4 separate regions of the Mus musculus genome follow, and all the other regions are linked to region 1. The links are chromatin contacts, called in public HiChIP or PLAC-seq maps. All regions are on one chromosome and are shown on one strand. The core of a region is the stretch at or near the end of the contact, and the rest is flanking DNA. Distances in the headings are between cores, read along the strand shown. Region 1 holds the start of Kcnh3 (potassium voltage-gated channel, subfamily H (eag-related), member 3). Region 2 overlaps Nckap5l (NCK-associated protein 5-like). Region 3 overlaps Gm41398 (a long non-coding RNA gene). Region 4 holds the start of Tmbim6 (transmembrane BAX inhibitor motif containing 6).

Region 1 (4,578 bases), core at 348-2,847:
CTTCCTTCCTTTTTCTTCTCCCTTTGTGAAATAACTACCCCGGGGCGTTTCTCAAGATCCCTCTGAGACTCAAAATCAGACAATAAACATTTGCATGAAGCAAGTGCCGCACATTCACTGTCCTGGGTATATATGCCTCCTTATTTCTTCCTCAGAACCCACAGGGGTAGTTATTATTATTTCCATTCCACGGATGAAGAGAACTGAATCACAGAAATGTTAGTAAGTTGTCTTACAAGAAAAGGATTATCTCCTGGACAGCGAGTTCAGAGCAGTACTTAAACCCGGCTCGGCTAGCCGAGTTCTGCAGATGACGCTTTCAACAACAGCCTCGCCCTGGCTTAAAGTGAGCTTTAAAATATTCCTCTGTTTAGCGGGATGCTATCTAACTCCTGGAAAGAAGGTTGCTGCGAGGACTGGAGGGGTTACTCTTTAGCCCTGACCCATCAGGAGTCGGGAACCATATCTGCGGACATTTCAGGCTCGCCTGGGAGCTGGATTTCAGGGTGCAGCAGACTGGGAGGGGGGGACTTCCTCCCTTTCTTCCCAAAGCTCCTGTTCATTTAAATACAGGTGCCTTGAGCTTGGGCTTTACTAGCTGCTGACGGGTAGTTGGAGCAGGGTATACTCCTCTTTCCGACGCTGGTGGCAGTGGGTGTGTCTCCTGCAGGGGAGCAGTGCTGAGCTCCGGCTTCTTCCATTGGAGAGCAAATTGCAGTTTTGGCCCCGGCGGCTTCTCTGGGCGCGGGCGGCAGCCGCGCTCACTGGCAAATCGTAGGAGGGAGGAGGAGCGGCGCTGGCAGGAGAGGCCGCGGGGACGGTCGCGGCGCGCGGGGACAGGGACAGGAGACGGCCGTCCGCCCCTGCTTTCCGCCTCCTCGCTGGAGGTGCGGGCTCCGGGGAGAATCGAACTCCGCGACTAAAGGGGGGGGGGGGCTAGCCAAGCACACACAGGGTTCCTGGACCAGCCTCTGACCCTCCCGCGGCGACAGAAACTTGAGGAAATGCGTGGGGCGAGCGGAGGGCTTGGAGTTCACTTTCCCAATGCGCCCTCTGCGCTCCGGGGTCTCGCCCAAGGCATCTGGACCTCACTCTAGCCTCAGGTTTCCTCAGCTCCTGCTTCCACTTTTCAGGGGAGCCGAGCCGCATCCGGGAAAGGCTTGACTGAACCCGGGGGGAAAAACAGGTTCAGAAGCCTCCCTTTTAGAGAACTCTGCATAGTCAGCGCTCCCCGGGGGCCCCAAACCTTCAACTACTGGACGTTCCCCGCCACCTAGTCGCCAGTTCCCGTTCTCATGACATTATTCTCGTTCCGAAACACATCTACAACACACTCACACACGCTCACGCCCCCAAGCCTTCCTCTGATCCCTCTGCAGGAGAGAGAAGCCCGAGGCTGTCAGGCTGAGCCCACCCGGCCCGGGTTCTCGCCTTAGGGAGTCTGGCAGCGCTAGGGGGCGGCAGCCTTCCCTGCCCCCACCAAGGTCCCAGGGGAGGGGGATCCCTCCGCAGGAGGCCTGTCTCTTTAAGGAGGCGGCCCTGACTGGGTGTGCCCCGTCTCCATGGTTACCCCGGTGCAGGCGGCGGTGCGGGAGGTAGGCTGCCGCTTCTCCCCGACAGACGGAGGGAGCTGCGGGGACCCGGCGCTGAGCCGAGCCCAAGCGGGAGCCACCCCGCTTGCAGAAACAGGAGCCGCGGGCGGACCAAAGGTGCAGAGTGCGCGGTGGCCGCGGGGCCTGCAGCCCGGAATCCGTGGGCGGCGAGGGGTCGCGCGCGCGCCATGCGCCCAGCCCCGACGGTGCGGACGCCCCCTTGTGCGCCGGCAGCTGCTGGGGCCTGCGAGCCTGGGCCGGGCATAGCCCCCCGACGGCTACTCTAGGGGGCGCGGGGCCCGGCGGGGGGCGGCCGAGCCAGGCGCCCTCCCCCGGCGCTGAGTCCCCGCGCCCCGGAGGGATGGGGCGGGCGGCCCCCGCCGCCTAAGATGCCGGCCATGCGGGGGCTCCTGGCGCCGCAGAACACCTTCCTGGACACCATCGCCACCCGCTTCGACGGGACGCGTGAGTCAGGCCCTAGCTCCCTAGCTTCCGGGCAGTAATCCACTGTCGGAACTGCCACCTGCTGCTTGGTGCCCACCAGCCATCCCCTTCCTCACCCCTCTTGAAGCTAGGGCCATTCTCTCCTTCCAGTAAGTGAAGGTTTCCCGGAGGTTTTCAGGGTCAATACTGTAAGATGTCCCTAGGTGCGGGACCGGGATGAGTCAATCTGATCCAGCCTGTCTTATCCTCAGACCTGGCGCGGTTGCAAAGGCCGAGTCGGGTGAAGCGCGGAACCAGTCCTGGTGGACAGCGCAGAGGGCTCACAGAGCCCAGATTTAGAAATAAGATTTGCAAAGGAAGGTAGAGTAGGCGGGATTCAGCAGAGAACTGTGTCTGCAAGCGTATCGCACAGTCTAAACCCGTCGCTTGGAATGCCCACCCGGCCCCAAAGAAGCTGAGCTCCTCTGAGCTCGGGAGACTCACATCCGGACTGGGGAAGTTTGGAAAAGGCAACTTGAGCTTCCAGATTCTGAGTTCCTCTGGCTCTGAACACAGGGAAGTCGTGAAAACAGGGTCCCTCCCCCTCTCGCTCCAGTGGGGCTTCCCAGTTCTGACAAGCGTTCTCCCTCCTGTTGTAGACAGCCTGTAGGAACTCATCACAGAGCTCCCCCACCCCCCAGGCTTCTCCATCTGCTTTGGGCTTGAAGCCTGCTGATTCAGCACCCCTCACTCCCCAATACATTCTTGGCTCCAGGCTCTGTTGTTCAACCACTATCCACACACCGCCATTCTTGATGGCGTTCAATAGTCCCTGAGCCAGGGTGTGCAGCGAACGGGGCATCGGATGCATGGTGGCCTGCTTCCCAGACCAAGCGGTTCTCCGTGGGAGGAGCCACACAGCCAGCCTAGTTATCTAGTTAAGGGATGAACCTGGCAGAAGCCGAGGTGGGCCCAGAGCAGGTGGTACAGTCTTTTGGAAATCTCCAGCCCCACCCCTTACTCAGACTGCTCAGGACACTGCACAGCAGTGCCTACACAGGACTGCGTTCAGCAGTCCGCACTGACATGGTCCTCTCATGCACTCCTATGCATTCAGCTGGGGACCCTCCCTTGAGGACACCGATACCCAGGTGTGCATGCTAAGCCTCATTCATGAACCGGTCATGACCAGCATACACAGCTTCCTTTGGGGACGAAACCCCACGCTTTGGTGGGGTTTGCAAGTAGTTTGAGAAGCGGGGCTGGTAGGTGAAGGTGCCCTTCGCATTCTCTTGCAGACAGCAACTTCGTGCTGGGCAACGCCCAGGTGGCGGGGCTCTTCCCTGTGGTCTACTGCTCCGATGGCTTCTGTGACCTCACGGGTTTCTCCAGAGCTGAGGTCATGCAGCGGGGCTGTGCCTGCTCCTTCCTCTATGGGCCAGACACCAGTGAGCTGGTCCGCCAACAGATCCGAAAGGCCCTAGATGAGCACAAAGAATTCAAGGCTGAACTGATCCTGTACCGGAAGAGTGGTAAGGCACCGTGGCACCAATTTACCTTCAGTGTCACTATGCTGGACAGGGCATCCATCCTCTCACTATCTCTCTTCTTTTCTCTTCCTATCTTCCAATGTACCCATCCACCCTTCTACCCCTTTCTCTGCCTCTACCTCTTGTCCTGGGCTCCTCCTCCTCTGCTGGTCTCAGCCTCCACTCGCTTCCAATCTCCAGTTTCTCATATTCAGAAGGGGGAGGGGAGCCACCCCATGTCAGTGTGTCTGACAGTCGTGTCTGACAGTCATGTCTGCTCCCCTCGCTCCCCGAAGCCTTGTCCTGAGTGAGCCCACACTGCTGCTCTCTCCCCAGGAAGCTCCGTTTCTGCTAGCTTCTTACCAGGGACCGTCCAAGGGGTTCTTAACTTAGGCAGGGCAAGGTAAGAACGGAAGGCAGCTAAGTCTGTCTCTTTGCCTAGGGCTTCCATTCTGGTGTCTCCTGGATGTGATACCTATAAAAAATGAGAAGGGGGAGGTGGCCCTCTTCCTGGTCTCTCACAAGGACATCAGCGAGACCAAGAACCGAGGAGGCCCTGACAACTGGAAGGAGAGAGGTGGGTGCTCTGGCTCCTTGATTTAGAAGCAGAGATTTGGGCTCAGGCTCAGGGGTGTCTGTGACACTCAGTGTGGGTTACAGGCGCCCACTTGTCCTCACTGAGCTCCGCTCAGTCTGCGCTGCTGTGTGTTTAGTCCCGGGATGGGAATCTTATCCTAATAGGCTAGTTGAAACAAAGTTGCAGTTGTCAAGTAAACTTCACCTGCGGCAGGAACCCTTTCTTCCCCACTGACGAATGAGGCAGAACTACTCACCTGACTTCTTTCAGCACAGCATGCCTGATTGGGGAGTGGGGGGGACGACCCAGTGGATCCCCCTTCATGGGCTGGGGCAAGCTTTCTAAGTCACAGAACTGTCATTAGACACTGGTCCAAAATCTCCTCACTGTCTGGAGATGCTGTTCACACAGTCCATGCCACAGCTCTGCCCTCCCTCAGCCCTGGGGTTTGCTGGTG
Region 2 (5,214 bases), core at 2,095-4,594, 200 kb after region 1:
CTTTTCTTTTCTTTTCTTTTCTTTTCTTTTCTTTTCTTTTCTTCTCTTCTCTTCTCTTCTCTTCTCTTCTCTTCTCTTTTTCTTTCCTTCTTTCTTCTTCTTTCCTTCCCTTTCTTTCTTTCTTTCTTTCTTTCTTTCTTTCTTTCCTTCTTTCTTTCTTTCCTTCTTTCTTTCTTTCTTTCCTTCCTTCCTTCCTTCCTTCCTTCTTTCTTTCTTTTTTTTTTTTCTGAGACAGGGTTTCTCTGTGTAGCCCTGGCTGTCCTGGAACTCACTTTGTAGACCAGGCTGGCCTTGAACTCAGAAATCTGCTTGCCTCTGCCTCCTGAGTGCTGGGATTAAAGGCTTGTTCCATCACGCCCGGCTTCCTTCTTCATTTTTCAAACTCAGGACTTTGTTGCTAAACAAACGTCCTACCACTGAGTGACTACCCCAATATGTGTGTGTGTGTGTGTGTGTGTGTGTGTGTGCTCCTCGTGGGTGTAGGTGCTTAGAGAGGCTAGAGGTGTCAGATTCCCCAGAGATGGAGTCATCCAGCGTGTGTACCAGACTTACTGAGTCTCCTGGAAGAGACTCTTCAGTCTGCACTACTGACCCAGCTCTCGGGCCCTGGTGGTAGGTGGGGCGGGGTGGGGTGGGGCGGGGTCTTGCTCTGGCTTTGTAGTTGTGGCTGGCTTGGAACTCTCCGTCCTCTCACTTCAGTCCCCCCAGTGTTATCTGGTGTCGTTTTGAGTGTGCTCTGGAGCCGGCGTGTCTGGGCTTGAATCACGGCTGATCTATACACAGGCTTTAACGTTTTAAACGTTCTGGCTCTCCCTACCCTATCAGACCCGGGTAACAGGATCACCCACATGAAGAGGTTGTATAGAGGATTAGCTGAGTATCCACACACATGGCCGCCCGAGGTAGTGCTGGCGCACTGTCAAGGGTGAGTGTTCTTATGTATTATCCCTGGAGCCAGAGATCACCGCCACTGGCCCTCCACTCGCCACCCCAGTTCCCCCATCAGCAATGCTTCCCTTGGGTTAAGCCTACAACTTTCCTTTTCTCGACCTGAAACCAGTGTGTGCCCCTGCTATACTCTCTCACAAAAACCCATTTTCTCTGAAGTCTGGTGTCAGAGACGCCCATCCTCCGTCCTCCACTGGCTCCAGCCCCGTGAAGATGGGATGGAAGTATCCCCAAAACTCCATCTGTGGTGACCCCCCCACATCCTCTACCCTTAAGGGATGAAATCAAAGGCTTAAAGTGTCTGCTGGGCAAACTGTAAACATGGCTGCCCCTGAGGTGGCAGAGTGACAAGATGATACCACACTGGAAACATTCACACAAGCCATCGCTTCAGAAACACAACTTAGTGATACACACCTGTGAGCCTCACACTGGTGAAGCAGAGGCAGGGGAATGGCAAGTCTGAGTCAGGCCTGAGCTACATAGCACGACTGTGTCTCAAAAAACTAATAAGCATCCAAACTAAAGTCTTAAAAATACTAAGACCACATTACTTTCTTTTCTCTTTTGGACAGGGTCTTACTGTGTAGCCCTGACTGTCCTGGAACTTGTGAGGTAGACCAGGGATTAGAGGTGTAGACCACCACAGCCCTGGAACTCACTCTGTAGACCAGGCTGGCCTCGAACTCAGAAATCTGCCTGCCTCTGCCTCCCAAGTGCTGGGATTAAAAGTGTGCACCACTATGCCTGGCTTCTATATATTTCTTATAAATATATATTATATTTTTTATTTAGATATTATTTATTTTATGTGAGTACACTGTCACTGTCTTCACAAACCAGAAGAGGACATCAGACCCCATTACGGATGGTTGTGAGCCACAGTGTGGTTGCTGCGAGAATTGAACTCAGGACCTCTGGAAGAGCAATGCTCTTAACCACTGAGCCATCCATCTGTCCAGCCCCATATATTCTTATAAAACATATATACTTACATATTTTATTTTAATTAAATATATTTATGTGTGAGCAAGTACGTAGCACACAGAAGTCAGAGGACAACCGATGGCTGTCTGCTCTCTCCTTCCACCATGTGGGCCTGGAGAAGTGAGTCAGGCTTGGTGGCAAGGGCCTTTTACCCCTGAGTCTGTACAGGGGTCTGACTGTTTTTGAAACAGGGTCTTCTGTAGCTGAGGCTACTACATTCTGCAGCTCAGGAAGGCCTGGCCTCCTGCCTCCCAGATGCTGATGCCAAAGTGTCAACACCTCACACCTGGCTTCCAAAAGACCATTTCTTTCTTTTTTGTTTTTGTTTTTTGTTTTTTTTTTTGGAAACAGGGTTTCTTTGTGTAGGCCTGGCTGTCCTAGAACTCACCCTGAAGACCAGGCTGTCCTAGAACTCATAGATCTGCCTGCCTCTGCCTCCTAAGTGCTAGCACGCTGGGCCTTGCTTTCTTCTTATGACAATCTATTATTGAACCTGCGATTTACCATTTGACCCAACTGGCTACTTATCAAGTCCTGATATCCACCTGGCTTGGCCCCCTCCCCCACCCCCAAGTGCTGAGGTTATAGACACACACCTTCAAGCCTGGCTTTTATGTAGGTGCCAGCTATTTGAAACTAGGGTTCATGTTCCCACAAGCAAGAACCGTACCCTGAAACTGGACAGAGGGCTGTGAATCAACCCAGATTTGTAGGTCTTTAATAATTAAAACGTTTTTAAAAAGCTGGTCCCCGGGGCTGGAGAGATGGCTCAGTGGTTAAGAGCACTGACTGCTCTTCCGAGCCAAAGGTCCTGAGTTCAAACCCCAGCAACATGGTGGCTCACAACCATCCTAATGAGATCTGACTCCCTCTTCTGGTGTGTCTGAAGACAGCTACAGTGTACTTAGATATAATAATAAATAAATCTTTAAAAAACAGCTGGTCCCCTTCCCTAAAATCACAGACGACCCCACAAGTACTTACCGTGAACTTTTGGCTTTAAGAGATTTATTTATACACTTGAATTACCCCAGAGAATAAGGGCGGGGATCTAGAGCTGGGGTTTGCTACAGAGCATGTTTTCTTTTTTTAAACTTTTTTTTTTAAAGGAAACAAAACATACTATTTGTGGGGGGGAAAAGTAGAAAAAAGGAAATAAAATAAACCCCTGGCAGCCTTAGAGAGGCTATTTTTTTTTTCTTTTTCTTTGTGTGTGTGGGTGTCGCGGAGGGAGGGGTGGGGGCGGGGGGCTTCCTGCAAAAGGAGAGGTGCCAGTGTGCGGAGCCCGCCTCTTTCCCGCCTTTTGGCTTTGGCCTTTTGGGGGAGGGCAGCTGTCTGGCAGTCTGAACTTCCTGTGTTTGGGAAACCCGGCTGAGGTCTTACATGAACATTCGCCCATTGTTCTTGAGGAGAGTGAGGTCACAGTAACTTTACAAGCAGCTGTTGCAAACCGAGACACCAAGTGTTCTGCCCCAGCCATGATCAAGGAGGTTTTCAGCAAAGCTTTCCTTGAGCGCCAAGAAACCGGGCTCCCTGGAGTATCAATAAACCCACATGCTCCCGCCCTCAAATTCTTTCAGTTGGAACCGAGCCCTGGGTCCGGGGAGGGGGGCCATTGTCATGTGGGCTATGGCTGACTGGGATCAGGCAGGAGTTGGGGGAGGGGGAGATTGTCATGTGGGCTATGGCTGACCATGGTGGGCAGGGCTGCCTCCCGGGACCACTATGGTTCCTGCAGCCTATCCTGCCCTGGGACATTTCTCCAGTCAACTCATTCTGACCCAGGGACCGAGGTGGCACCTGGTATTTTCAAATTCCTAGCATACTGAGCAGACCCTGTCGAGAACATGGATTTTGGTCTTAGCTTTGAAGTGAAGATGAAAGCCCACCATGCCAAACTCCTTTCCAGGAAGGAATGGGATCTAGGAGGCCAACGCAGTTCTAACAGGAAATGATGTAATGCATCAGGCTTAGGGCAATAACAGGTCAAGAAACCAGTCAGGAGTTGGTCAGAAACCAAGATGCAGACTTCCGTTAGTACACCTAGGAAGGGGCAGGGACAAAACTGCATTGTCAGACCCTGTTCTGGTCTTGTTAATTTCTTCAGTGATGGCGTCAGCTAAGGGAAGATGGCAGATGTGGGCGGAGCGTAGAGCGTGAAGGAGAACAGGGGCGGGGCCACCTGGCCTCAGGCTGCTGATGGGGCGGGGCCACCTGGCCTCTCAGTCTAATATACAGATGAGGAAAACCAAGGTTTGTAGTGATAGGTTTTTTTAGGAACGCCAGCTCTGGTGATAAATATCCTTGGCTTCTAGTGCTCCCGAGTCATATAGAGATGGTTTATAAAGCACGAGGAAGTGAGTTGAGAGACAGCATAGTGTGCCGGTGTGAGGGTAGTCCTCTCAGGCTCTTCCCCTCTCGGCCTGGGTAGTCACTGACTGTCCCGTGTCTATATATAAAGCCAGTGGGACTGCTCCGAACTGGCCAGTCCCCAACCTGGAGCATAGAGAGGTTTGAGCGCATGATCACAGGCCTCTTCCCCATCTTTCTCACCAAGGCTGCATGGCCTTGTGTGCCCTCTGGTCAGTGACATCCTCTGGGCTTCAGATCTACACAGGTCACTGTAAGTCACCTTCTAGCCAGCTCCTCCAGGGGAAGGGCACAGAGCCTCATTAGAGCACCCGAGGGTCCCTGGACCTACCCACCAGTCCACCCGAAGGATTATAGAGAAGCCAGCAAGCACAAAGGGGGGGCTGCCACACAACAGTCACGGTGGGGAGAGGCCTCCACGTTTTATTAGGGATGCTGCAGAAGCAGGGCTGCTTTTCAACAACAGATAAATTAACCGCAGTGCGGGTAGGGGTGGGGACTGGGCCAGGCGCTTATATATATATATATATATAAAAACAAAGATGAAGACAGACAAACAGACCCCACGATGTGGGGAAGGGAGGCAGCACCATTCAGACAGCAGGGAGGACCAGGGCAGAGTGAAGGCGACTTGTCCCCCTCACCCCCAAACTCCATAAGCCTGGGGCTTCCAAAATCAGCCCCATGGGGGCTTTGGGGCAGGGTTGCAGCCAGGTTGGGCAGAGGTGGCACAGCTGGCGGGCAGGAAGCCTAGCACCGCAAGATGGCTCGGCCTGAAGTGGGAGCTGGGACAAAGCAGCCTGGAGCCCCCGGTCCCGTAGAGCAGAGCCTTACTCTGGGGGAGTCAAGGGACTGGGGATGAGGTCTCTCCCTGAGCTGAGCATGGTTGTCGCATCCACAGCAGCAGTG
Region 3 (5,191 bases), core at 2,257-4,756, 210 kb before region 1:
TGGTGCCATCCTTGGGCTGGTGGTCCCTTGTTCTATAAGAAACCAGGAGCAAGGGGCTGATGAGATGGCTCATCAGGTAAGAGCACTGTCTTCTCTTCCAAAGGTCCTGAGTTCAAATCCCAGCAACCACATGGTGGCTCACAACCATCTGTAATGAGATCTGACTCCCTCTTCTGTCATGTCTGAAGACAGCTACAGTGTACTCATTTATTGGGCTGGAGCAAGCAGGGATGGAGGGAGAGGGCGGGGCTGACCAGAGTGAGCAGAGGTCCTAAATTCAATTCCTAGCAACCACATGAAGGCTCACAACCATCTGTACAGCTACAGTGTACTCATATACATAAAATATCTTAAAAAGAAAAAAACAAGAAAGAATGAACCCAGGAGCGAGCCATGAGAGCAAGCTGGTAAGCAGCTCCCCTCCGCAGCACCTGCCCTGCTGGAGTTCCTGCCTCGATATCTTTTGATGATTAACAGGGGTATGGAAGCTTAAACCGAATAAACCCTTTCCTCCCCAAGCTGCCTTTGAATTTGATGTTTTGTTGCAGTACTAGAAACCCTAATTAAGACAAGTTGCCACAGGGGTGAGCTATTGCCCTGACCTTCTAGGGAGGGTTGTGGAAGGACTTTGGAACTTTGGGCTAGAAAAGCCATTGAGTGTTGAGAGCTCAGTGAGCTGTGTGGGAGCTTGGCCGATCAGACTGTTGAGAGCGGTGCAGACGATGGAGGCCAGGCTCGTGAAGTTTCAGAGGAAAGATTAAAGACTTTACCAGGGCCGTTTGCTACTTTGATTTAAGATTCTGTGGTTCTGGTTAGCTGGAGCTAGAGAATCAGTTGTGATTAACAAGATACCAGAACTGGTAAAGTGAAATCTTTGCTTTACTGGGATAGTCAATGCCGGCTGGTTGGAGCTGAGAGTTTAGCGGTGGTCAGGAAGGTGTCAGCATCACCGAGGTGTTTCTTGAGAACACAGCAAAGCTGTGTTCCAGAGGTGGTCATGGTTGTATCTCGTGTTGGCAGCTGGACTTGGTGACATGTAACAGTCGCCCACATGGTACAAGCAGAGAAGTTGAACCTTGGCACCATGAAGAAAGCTTACCTATGACAGGCTATTGGTGAAGGTGCAGCCCAATTGCAGGAGAAGACCCCAGCATTTGGGGGATGCCAGTACCATGGGATATGACGACCAAAGACAGCAGCAGCAGTGGAGGGAAGCCAGCCTGAGCTGAGAAGACAAGCTGTGTGGTGCAGAGGGCAAAGCTACGGAAGTGACCTGAGCCCTTTGGAGGAGCCCAGAAGACTGTGAGTGGATCCAAGACATCAGACGCTGTGTTTTAAATAGTTGAAGTTTAATTTTGCTTTGATATGATTGTGACTTATTTGTGCCATGATTTTTCTTTTTCCTAAGAGATAAGAAAATATTTGGTTAATATTTTTTTTTATTCTACTGGAGCCCACAGTTGAGTGACTTTGGATTTTAAAAGACCTTTGGGTTTTTAAAGGGACTGAGATTTTAATGTGTTTGAATTTGCAAAGGCTATGATGTTTAAAGTTATTTATGTTCTTTTTTTTTAAAAGATTTATTTATTTATTTATTTATTTATTTATTTATTATATGTAAGTACACTGTAGTTGTCCTCAGACACTCCAGAAGAGGGCGTCAGATCTCGTTACGGATGGTTTTGAGCCACCATGTGGTTGCTGGGATTTGAACTCAGGACCTTCGGAAGAGCAGTCAGTGCTCTTACCTGCTGAGCCATCTCACCAGCCCTGTTCTTTTTTTTTTTTTTTTTCCTATCAAAAAGAACCTTTATTCCTTGTATGGCTTTATGCTTTCTTGTCAGCTGTCTTCTAAACAAGTGCTTTCTGGGCTGTCTTCTTGATCATTAACAAGCTGGGCATTCCACTTCACCACTGTTAATGTTACTGGGGTGGCAGCTATTCATATTGTAACCCACAAACTGTGCAGTACTCACAATATCCATATGTGTGTGTGTTTTTGTTTTTTTTTTGATTTTTGGTTTTTGTTTTTGTTTTTTGTTTTTTAACAAAATACCCAGCCAGATGCTGGGGTGAAAACCTGCTAGCTTAGAGAGGCAGAGAAAGCACCCAGCTGACCTTCCTCCTCTACTGATGTCCCAAAAAAAAGTTCTTCAAAGCCTCCTCAATGTTGAATGTCCCTTACTTCTTCTTCCCGTGTGTCTCTCTGTGTCCTCCTGACTTCCTCTCACTCTCTGGTTTTTGTTTTGTGTTTTTTTTCCTATGTTCACCCTCTGTCAGCTGGTTGCTTGCTCTGCCTCTTGGCCTCTGGTTGATTTTACTAATCCTGTTTACAATGACCAACTCTTGGATTAAAGGTACGTGTTAGGGCTGAGCCACACCATAGCTAGAAGCAGGTTTTCCCCAGCTAATAACACAATTTCGGGGTTCACAGTGTGATCAAATATCCCGCAATGGGTATGAGTTCCAGGAAGTGTGTCTATCAGCCACACCTCAGGGAAGGCCCAACACAAATAAGACATATCTGGCTGGCAAGATGGCTCAGAGGGTAAGAGCACTGACTGCTCTTCCGAAGGTCCTGAGTTCAAATCCCAGCAACCACATGGTGGCTCACAACCACCCATAATGAGATCTGATGCTCTCTTCTGGTGTGTCTGAAGACAGCTTCATTGTACTTATTTATAATAATAAATAAATCTTTGAGCTGGAGTCAGTAGGGACTGATAGAGCGGGGTCGACTGGAGCGAACAGAGGTCCTAAAATTCAGTTCCCAACAGCCAAATGAAGGCTCACAACCAGCTACTCATATACAAAATAAATAAATAAATCTTTTAAAAAACAAATAAGACAAATCAATTTCTAATGGCTTTTTTTCCCTTTTCTTTTTCTTTTTTTTTAAGAGATAGCAAGAACATGAAATTGGGAGCATAGAAAATGGGAAGGACCTAGGAAGAGTTGGGGACTAGAAAAGAATATGATAAAAATATATCATATGAAAATCTACAAAATATATTTGTTTGTTTATTTATTCATTTATTTTTTTGAGACAAGGTTTCTCTGTGTAGTCCTGGCTGTCCCAGAACTTGTTCTGTAGACCAGGCTGGCCTTGAAATCAGAAACCCACCTGCGTCTGCTTCCGAGTGCTGGGACTAAAGCTATGTACCACCAGCTACAAACGAGTATACTTAAGCAATGAGCCATCTCCCCAGCCCCGTGAATCATCAGGAAGTCGCTACAGTTTTCAGGGTGCAGGGTAGAGTGGCGAACTGTGTCTGGCCGATGATGAAATCTGGTTGGTTGTTCAGTTACTTAGCCTACAGTCAGATCAGGCCTTCTGGAATCCCAGGCTACCCAGAGCAAGGGTCATCCCCCCTCACACAGGGAAAACTTGGCCCAAATATAGCTGGGGGCCTTTCCTGTACTCCTGGCACTTGCAGTAGCTCAGGTTTTGCGCGCTTGTTGACAGAGGAGCAATCAGCCATGCCTGCCTCCTGCTACCCTACCTGCTTCCCCTTCCCACAGTGCCTTCCCCATAGAGCTTCACCCCGCCTTGTCTTTAGATTTGGCCATGGCTGGCTAAGAAAGAAACCGCCTTTCACCTGGCTTCCTCTTCTTCCAATTCCCTAACGATGTATTTAGAGTTGGGTCTTGTGCGCCAAGAGGCCATGGAGACCCCAGCACAAAGGAACAAATAAGCACCAGGAAAAGGTGGTTTCGCAGCTTGCTGGCGGCCCACAGACCAGGTTAATTCTTTTCTCACTGTACAATAACTGCCTTACTACTGTTCATTTCTCTGAAGAAGGAGCGAGACAGCCAAGCAACCTGAATTTTAAGTTTGTTTCTTTGTTTTGAACACAAAGGAATTTTCGCCCCCCTCCGCAGTATGTGAGCCAGGCTCTGTCCCTTGGGCTCCATACAAATACGTGGAGCTGCGGCGGGAAGGGAGTAAGTTGATTTTTGTAGCTACAAGCTGTTCCACATCAAGTATTTACAAGTCAGCAGGGACCACGGCTTACCAAAACAGAGAACTATGTAATTTAAAATGAGGAAATCTTGATCTACCAGAAACATGAGACCTTTCAGGGTTTCTAAACAGCTTATATTCCAGACTCTGTTGGAACAAACTATGCTGGAGGGGAAGGGAAAAGTGCCCAGACTGCCATGCACGATAAACTCGCAAAGAGCTTTAAAAACAAAGGCTTGTGAGTGTAGGTCCTCGTCCTTCACCAAATCTCTACAGGGGCTGGACCATTCTGGGCTTGAATGATAGAGGAAATAGATATGCTTACAGTTGTATATATGAAGGTGGTTCTATACTAATATGTTGGATTTGTTCTGAACTATTTATGTAACTTGTTCTCCCTTCCTGTCATGTGGGGGTCCTGGGGATCAAACTCAGAACACTGGGTTTTGTGGCAAGTGCCTTGAGACACTGAGCCATCTTCCTAGCCCCGTTTAGGTTTTATGAGAAGAGGGACTTGTGTAGCCCAGGCTGGCCATGAACTCAGAACATAGCTAATGTTGGCTCTGAGGTTCCTAATCCTCCAGCCTGAGCCTCATAAATGCTGGGGCAGCACGTGGTCTACACTTGATACTCTGCTGTTTTTGGACAGGAGGTGGTGCTTCAGAAAGGAAGGCATTAGCCACACTGGGCATCTGCTTACTCCTTGAACCACAGTAATGGCAGGCAGAAGGACCCCAGGAAGGGCAGGGTCACATACCTGGTTTATACCTGTAACTCCAGCACTTGAGAGGCAGAGGCCAAGGTCACGGAGCGGTCAAGGCCATCTTTGTCAGTCTCAGAGCTAACCAGTGTTACATGGGACCTGTCAAAAGGGAAAAAAAAACGTAGAGATTAACGGGGTTTGGGGAGGAGTCATACAATTTTAGTCATGTGAACATGCACGGAGGCGGATGCGCAAAGCGAGTCAGAAACAAGATGGACGAGCCTTACATAGAACTCTAAAAAAGGCCCAGGGGTTAGGCCTTGGGGAGAGAATTAAGGCAGAGCAGCAAAGGCTGCGCGAGAAAGAGGTGCACGAGTCAGCCTGGGTTGTCTATGAAAAGGGAGCCTCCCGGAAATCCATCGCGGGATCTGCTCTCACTTTCCGTTAAAGAAGCAAGGCTCCCGGACCTGAGAAAAGCCTACGCCTACAAGGCTGGGTACTAACGTTGACAGGGATAAACTTTC
Region 4 (4,910 bases), core at 259-2,758, 170 kb after region 1:
GTTCCCAGTTGGGAAAAACTAATCAAAAACGATGTCCTTAGTTCAGACTGTCCAGAAACTTCAGATCCTCTAGCCTCCACCTCCAGAGTGCAGGCTTACTTGGTCCCCCCCCCCCCCATCTCCATCTCCACCTCCACCTCCACCTCCACCTCCTCCCATTCGATCCCCTCCTCCTCCTCTCTGTCTCTAGTGTCTCTGTCTCTGATCTGCCCAACCCCCAACCCCGTTTCTCCGTGCTTTCTCTGGGTATTTCTGGCTGTTCTGGAACTCGTTCTATAGACCAGGCTGCTCTCAGACCAGCGATCTGCTCGCCTCTACCTCCTGAGTGTGTAGTAGGTAAAAGTTACCTTGGCCCAAACCATGGTCAGCCCTAAGGGCTTTGCTGGAAGCAGAACTGAGAGGCTCAGATGGTCTTCCACCTTTCCTCTACACACTCCTCAGGCTGCCTCACTCTGGAGTCCTTCAGGGCCCTAATTCAGCATGCAGCCCTCAACTACCCAGGATCCAGCTGGAACCCATTCTATACTTGTGATTTCAGACAGTACTAATGAGTTGTGAAATTGATTTTTAAAAGCATAGGCCACAAAAAATAAAAATAAGAAAATAAAGGCTCCTGGTTTTTGGTTTTTTTCTCTCTTTTAAAATTAGCTTCACAGCTCCTTCCAACTAGGTTATGCTCCAACTAGGGAACACGCCCTAAGGGACGTGGCGAGCCAGGGAACCACCTGCTCTTTGACCGCCCTTGGCCAGGTCTCTAAAGAGCTGGTTAGGATTGCAAGACCAGGTCTTTGAGGCCGTTACACCTGACTTGCAGGGCCTTGGGTAACTACCAAAAACCACTCACTTCCATGCAGGTGGTTGTGGTCTCTGTAGCCAGTTTGCTTGGGGCTCCTGAGCTACCGGGTAGCCTCAGACCCTCCAGGCTGGGGTCCCTGGGTCCCTGTAGAATGGCTGGCCCTTCAAAGGTGCTCTGAAGCGTAAGCGCCATTATATTCAATGTTAAAAGGTCTCGAGAAAGCCGGGTGTCGGTGGCGTATGTCTTTAATCCCAGCACTTAAGAGACTGGTCTACAGAGTGAGTTCCAGGAAGGCCAGGACAGAGAAACCCTGTCTCAAAAAACAAAACAGAGATCCCAGGGAGAGCTGCCTCGCTTTCCTTCATTACCATCCCATGAGAGGCTTAAAACCAGCATCTTGGGACATTTTAGTGTCATGGGTGGGTGGTCTCACATGACAACGGTCTAAGCCTGACACGCCCCATTTCACTTTTCCTACTCCATGGGTCTGAAGCCCGACGTCCATCCTTCCTATGTAGGGGGAAGAAGGCGGAGGCCTATTGCTAAGGTGCGGGTTGGTGGCTACAGTCTTGATTGACAGGGGTATTAGCCAATGACTCTGACGAAAGCGGCTGCTGTTTATGAACGTGCAGATAACGGACAGGAGCAGTGCAGCCGGGGGCCAATGAGAACTCGCCTGGGCAGGTCTGAGGGCGGGGTTTCCCTAGGGGGCGGGTGTGGGTAGACTTCCAGCGCCAACCCCCGGAGACTCAGAGCACATCCGGTTTTAGCAGAGCAGGGAAGCTCCGGAGAGGTGGGCTGAGAAGGTACGTGCGAAACTAGGATCGGGCAAACCCGGAGTGAGGGATAGGGAGGGAGCAAGCGCGGGAGAGGGTAGTAGCTTCCGTTTTCGGACGGATCAGCTCCTTAGGCAACCCGGCCTGTTCTGCGTCGAGATCGAAGGAAAGCTGGGCGGGGAGGGACGCGGAGGAACTAATGCCGCGCATGCGCAGCAGCGCCGGCGGGGGCGAGTCTGCGGGGTCTCCCGGGCAGTTGGACCTGTGTCTGTGGCGAAGGCAGGCCTCTTAGCGACCCTCGCTTGCGTCCCTTCCACCCTCAGCCGAGTTCAGGGCTTGAATTCGGGACGGGTCCCCCACCCCTGACTTTGAGGTAAACGAAAGAGAAAGCTGTGTCGTTGTGGTCACCCCGCCCCACCCTGCGATCGCCTCTCGGCTGTTCCTTCTCGGGTTCCTCTGCCTCGCCTGGGTGAGCCGTCGGGGTTGGGGACTTGAGGTAGGCCTGGTTATAAGGCTGCCCTGTCACGGCGGGCCAGGTGATGTCACACTTCTTTATGACACTCGAGATTCCTTAGTTACTTAGAAGCCAATGGTAGAGGCCGAGGTGAGAAGCCCCGGGCTTAGCCTGGCTCCCCAGGCCCACGGAGCAGCCCCACTCTGATCTGATTGGTTGCCTCTGGACAGGTGAGGTGGCCTTGATTGCTTCGTCCTGAACCCTGGGTGAGTTCCAGAGTCTGCCCCGGAAGGGCGGCGATGGGTACTGTTTTTCTTGGACTGACTGATAAGTAGGCTTTGGCTTGCCTGCCTTCGTTTCTTTCCTTTTCTTTTTTTTTAAACAACAAAAACAAAAACAAGTTGTCTGGTGCCAGGCCAGGTTGCTTTGCCTGTCCAACCAGGCTTGTGTTGGCCAAACAACAAAACCACTTTGAACTTGAGACTCTCCAGTTACACAAACTACCTGTGAATGTGTAACACTTCGGACGAGCTGACTGCCTGAAACACAGACAGGAATTTGAAGGCTGAAGGTCAATGCCAGACTTTGTAGTTACTTATTAATATTTGTATGTGGTTTACCTTGTGGCTGTATGGGTATCTTAAGAGAGAGGTATGATTCAGGAAGTCCCTGAATTGCCCAATCACGTTTTCATGCCTTCTGCTAACACACTTAAGTCAGTAGTTGCTACATTTATTTTCTTTGGTGTTTCTTTATTGTCTAATTTGTTTTCTGCTTTGACTTGAACAAGTGGACATTTAGATTCCCCTCAGTTTTCCCCTAGTAGAGAGTGTCTGGAGTCCTTGAGAAACACAGCCTGTAACTTAGATCCACTTTTCCACTTCCATTATTCATCATGGGGAAATCAGGTTGCGCCCCTGGGTCCTGCTCTCCCTCTGTCCATCTGAATGAAGCCCTGCTTTCCTAACGACTAGGAAGGGGAGACATTAATTCGGATACTTAGCCTTTCCAGTTTTTCCTCCTTGTTACAGATAAAATTCGTGGTCTTGGTAGAAATGCTAAAAAATACATTGTGGGAGGAACCGACATATGTGCTGCGGAGTTAGGGAACTGCCTTATTGAAAGTGTGTTTTCCTGTTGTGGGTGAAATGGAAAGGTCAGGAGACCTGAAGCTGGTTCGGTTCTGGCCCCCCCCCCCCCCCCCCCCCCCCCCCCCCCCGCTTTAACTTTGTGATGTTGGTCAGATCAGTACTACTGTCGGGTTAGCACCCTGCAGTGGAGCCATCTACGTGTTTGTTATTGTCAGTAGAACTGGTATTAATCATATGTTAGAGTTAAAGAGAGGAGTGAGATTGAATAAAACTATTTTCTCACAGTTATGTGGTAGAAAAGGCAGGATTTGAAACTCCAGATCTGGGTCTGTTACCACTGTTACACTCCCTTTAAGAAAGAGAAAAACCTTTCATGTGCGACTCTTTCCTCTTGGACTTAATGTGAAGCTAATGTTGTTGTATCTTGGTGTATACATTTAACATCTAAACTAGCAAGTCAGGCAGTTTACACATTTAATTAAATAGTAGGCTGTGAGTTACCTGCCCCCTTCTGTCTTGTTAATTCAGCCATCTTGAACCCTATCCCTAGACATCCAGAAGGGATCAGATTGGTCCTTATCATCGGCGCTAATGCACTGACTTGAAGAGTTTCATTTTATTTCATAAACTACCCAAGGGTATTAATCTCCCTCGGGGGAACCAGCCACTCACGTTCTCCCTTCTACGTGCTGGTCCTGTGACTTGGCTGTAGGCTCCAGTACAGATGCCTTCTGGTTCATCCTCTTTTGTTCCCGGAGACTTTCTAACCAGATTTCATGGTAGTACACGTTTCCTGAATACAGCAGTCAAGACTAGAGAGAAGGGATTGCATCTGAGTAGGATCTGCTGGGCTGGCCGAGGAAGGGTGACTTGAACTTGTGGGGCTTGGGGCTTGTGGTTAAGAGCACTGCCGTTCTTCCAGTGCCCTTCCCATATGGCAGCTCTTAACTGTTCCTAACTCCAGTTCCGTGGCAAATGGCCCCCCGGCTCAGATGCAGGGAAGACACCGGTGCACATAAACGGAAATAAGTCTTAAAGTTGCAGGTCTCTTTTGTTCCTGATTTATGCTTGTTCTTGGGGGTGGGGTGGATAAACAGTGGGGGAGGGATTGCTGGCTCCTCATGGAAGGTTATGTACTTAGGACATTGAAGCCTTATGCTTCACTTCTGCCAGAGAGTTGTGGTTTTGGAGAAGGAGATTCAGTAGTTTCAGAGTGGGTTTAATTTGAGCTGGGCAAAGTGGCACATGTCCCTTTAGAACTCTGGAGGCAGAGGCAGTTCAATCTCTGAGTTCAAGGCTAGCCTGTTCTATGAGTTTTAGAATGGCCAGGGCTATAGAGAGACTCTGTCTCAAAAAAACGTTGAGTGGTAGGCATTTCTTCAGCACTGTCTGTCTTGGTTCTGAGGCAGTGCAGTCCTCTCCAGAAATGAATCCAGTGGTAGCTTAGCCCCGGGGTTTTTGATCCGTGTAGGAGTTCTAGGACTTAGGTCTCCTTGAGACAGCAGCTTTCAACCTGGCATTGACCGACCCTTTCACCAGGGTCACAAAGCAGATATCCTATATATCAGACATTTATATTATGATTCAAAACAGTAGTAAAAGCACAGTTACGAACTAGCAACAAAAATAATTTTGTGGCTGGCAGTCACCACAGCATGAGGAACTGTGTTAAAGTGTCACAGCATTAGGAAGGGTGAGAATCGCTGTCTTATGATGGAGACCCCGCCTTAGTTGAAACAGGATGCCTTGGATTTTTTTGAAATTGACTGACTACTTCCTAGGGTAGCACGAAA

The links. HiChIP or PLAC-seq counts read pairs in DNA pulled down with a chosen protein or histone mark.
Region 2: an H3K27ac HiChIP or PLAC-seq map of embryonic stem cells shows a contact between it and region 1, with 3 times the contacts expected there. The contact joins the enhancer-like site here to the promoter of Kcnh3 in region 1. A contact is called at or near these places in 7 of 39 promoter capture datasets (hematopoietic stem and progenitor cells, hippocampal neurons, liver and 3 more), 1 of 484 Hi-C or Micro-C datasets (the Ba/F3 cell line) and 2 of 115 datasets of contacts at active chromatin or transcription factors (double positive thymocytes and embryonic stem cells).
Region 3: a contact with region 1 is called in an HNF4G HiChIP or PLAC-seq map of pancreatic cancer cells. The contact joins the enhancer-like site here to the promoter of Kcnh3 in region 1. A contact is called at or near these places in 4 of 39 promoter capture datasets (hippocampal neurons, liver and second pharyngeal arch cranial neural crest), 2 of 484 Hi-C or Micro-C datasets (both in embryonic stem cells), 7 of 115 datasets of contacts at active chromatin or transcription factors (embryonic basal ganglia, embryonic forebrain, embryonic hindbrain and 3 more) and 2 of 9 other capture datasets (liver and macrophages).
Region 4: a contact with region 1 is called in an HNF4G HiChIP or PLAC-seq map of pancreatic cancer cells. The contact joins the promoter of Tmbim6 here to the promoter of Kcnh3 in region 1. A contact is called at or near these places in 3 of 39 promoter capture datasets (maxillary cranial neural crest, neural stem cells and trophoblast stem cells), 1 of 15 datasets of contacts at CTCF or cohesin (the NIH/3T3 cell line), 4 of 484 Hi-C or Micro-C datasets (the 63-12 cell line, the HL-1 cell line, Th2 cells and 1 more), 12 of 115 datasets of contacts at active chromatin or transcription factors (the SCID.adh cell line, effector CD8 T cells, embryonic stem cells and 5 more) and 4 of 9 other capture datasets (adipose tissue, embryonic stem cells, liver and 1 more).

Annotation. Positions count from the first base shown.
Region 1 is chr15:99,222,995-99,227,572 of GRCm38.p6, forward strand. It overlaps Kcnh3 (potassium voltage-gated channel, subfamily H (eag-related), member 3), which reads left to right and starts at 1,598. Exons shown (of 15, transcript NM_010601.4): 1 at 1,598-2,057; 2 at 3,314-3,547; 3 at 3,987-4,121. The coding sequence starts at 1,982. Gm46538 (a long non-coding RNA gene) reads right to left here and starts at 2,879. Exons shown (of 3, transcript XR_001781769.2): 1 at 2,153-2,879.
Region 2 is chr15:99,417,332-99,422,545 of GRCm38.p6, forward strand. Nckap5l (NCK-associated protein 5-like) reads right to left here. Exons shown (of 13, transcript NM_001001884.1): 13 at 4,703-5,214. Among named protein-coding and RNA genes, the nearest start is that of Nckap5los, 13 kb to the right of the region's middle. RefSeq lists an enhancer at 2,623-4,226. Within about 2 kb of position 3,345, at least 174 of the 459 cell types and tissues checked have an H3K27ac peak or open chromatin away from gene starts, as enhancers often do. A contact at or near this core is called in embryonic stem cells, hematopoietic stem and progenitor cells, liver and 1 more, where this site is marked.
Region 3 is chr15:99,014,200-99,019,390 of GRCm38.p6, forward strand. It overlaps Gm41398 (a long non-coding RNA gene), which reads right to left. Exons shown (of 3, transcript XR_875654.2): 2 at 4,722-4,826; 3 at 1,174-1,403. Among named protein-coding and RNA genes, the nearest start is that of Gm41398, 7.5 kb to the right of the region's middle. Within about 2 kb of position 3,507, at least 67 of the 459 cell types and tissues checked have an H3K27ac peak or open chromatin away from gene starts, as enhancers often do. A contact at or near this core is called in pancreatic cancer cells, where this site is marked.
Region 4 is chr15:99,391,439-99,396,348 of GRCm38.p6, forward strand. It overlaps Tmbim6 (transmembrane BAX inhibitor motif containing 6), which reads left to right and starts at 1,509. Exons shown (of 10, transcript NM_026669.4): 1 at 1,509-1,602.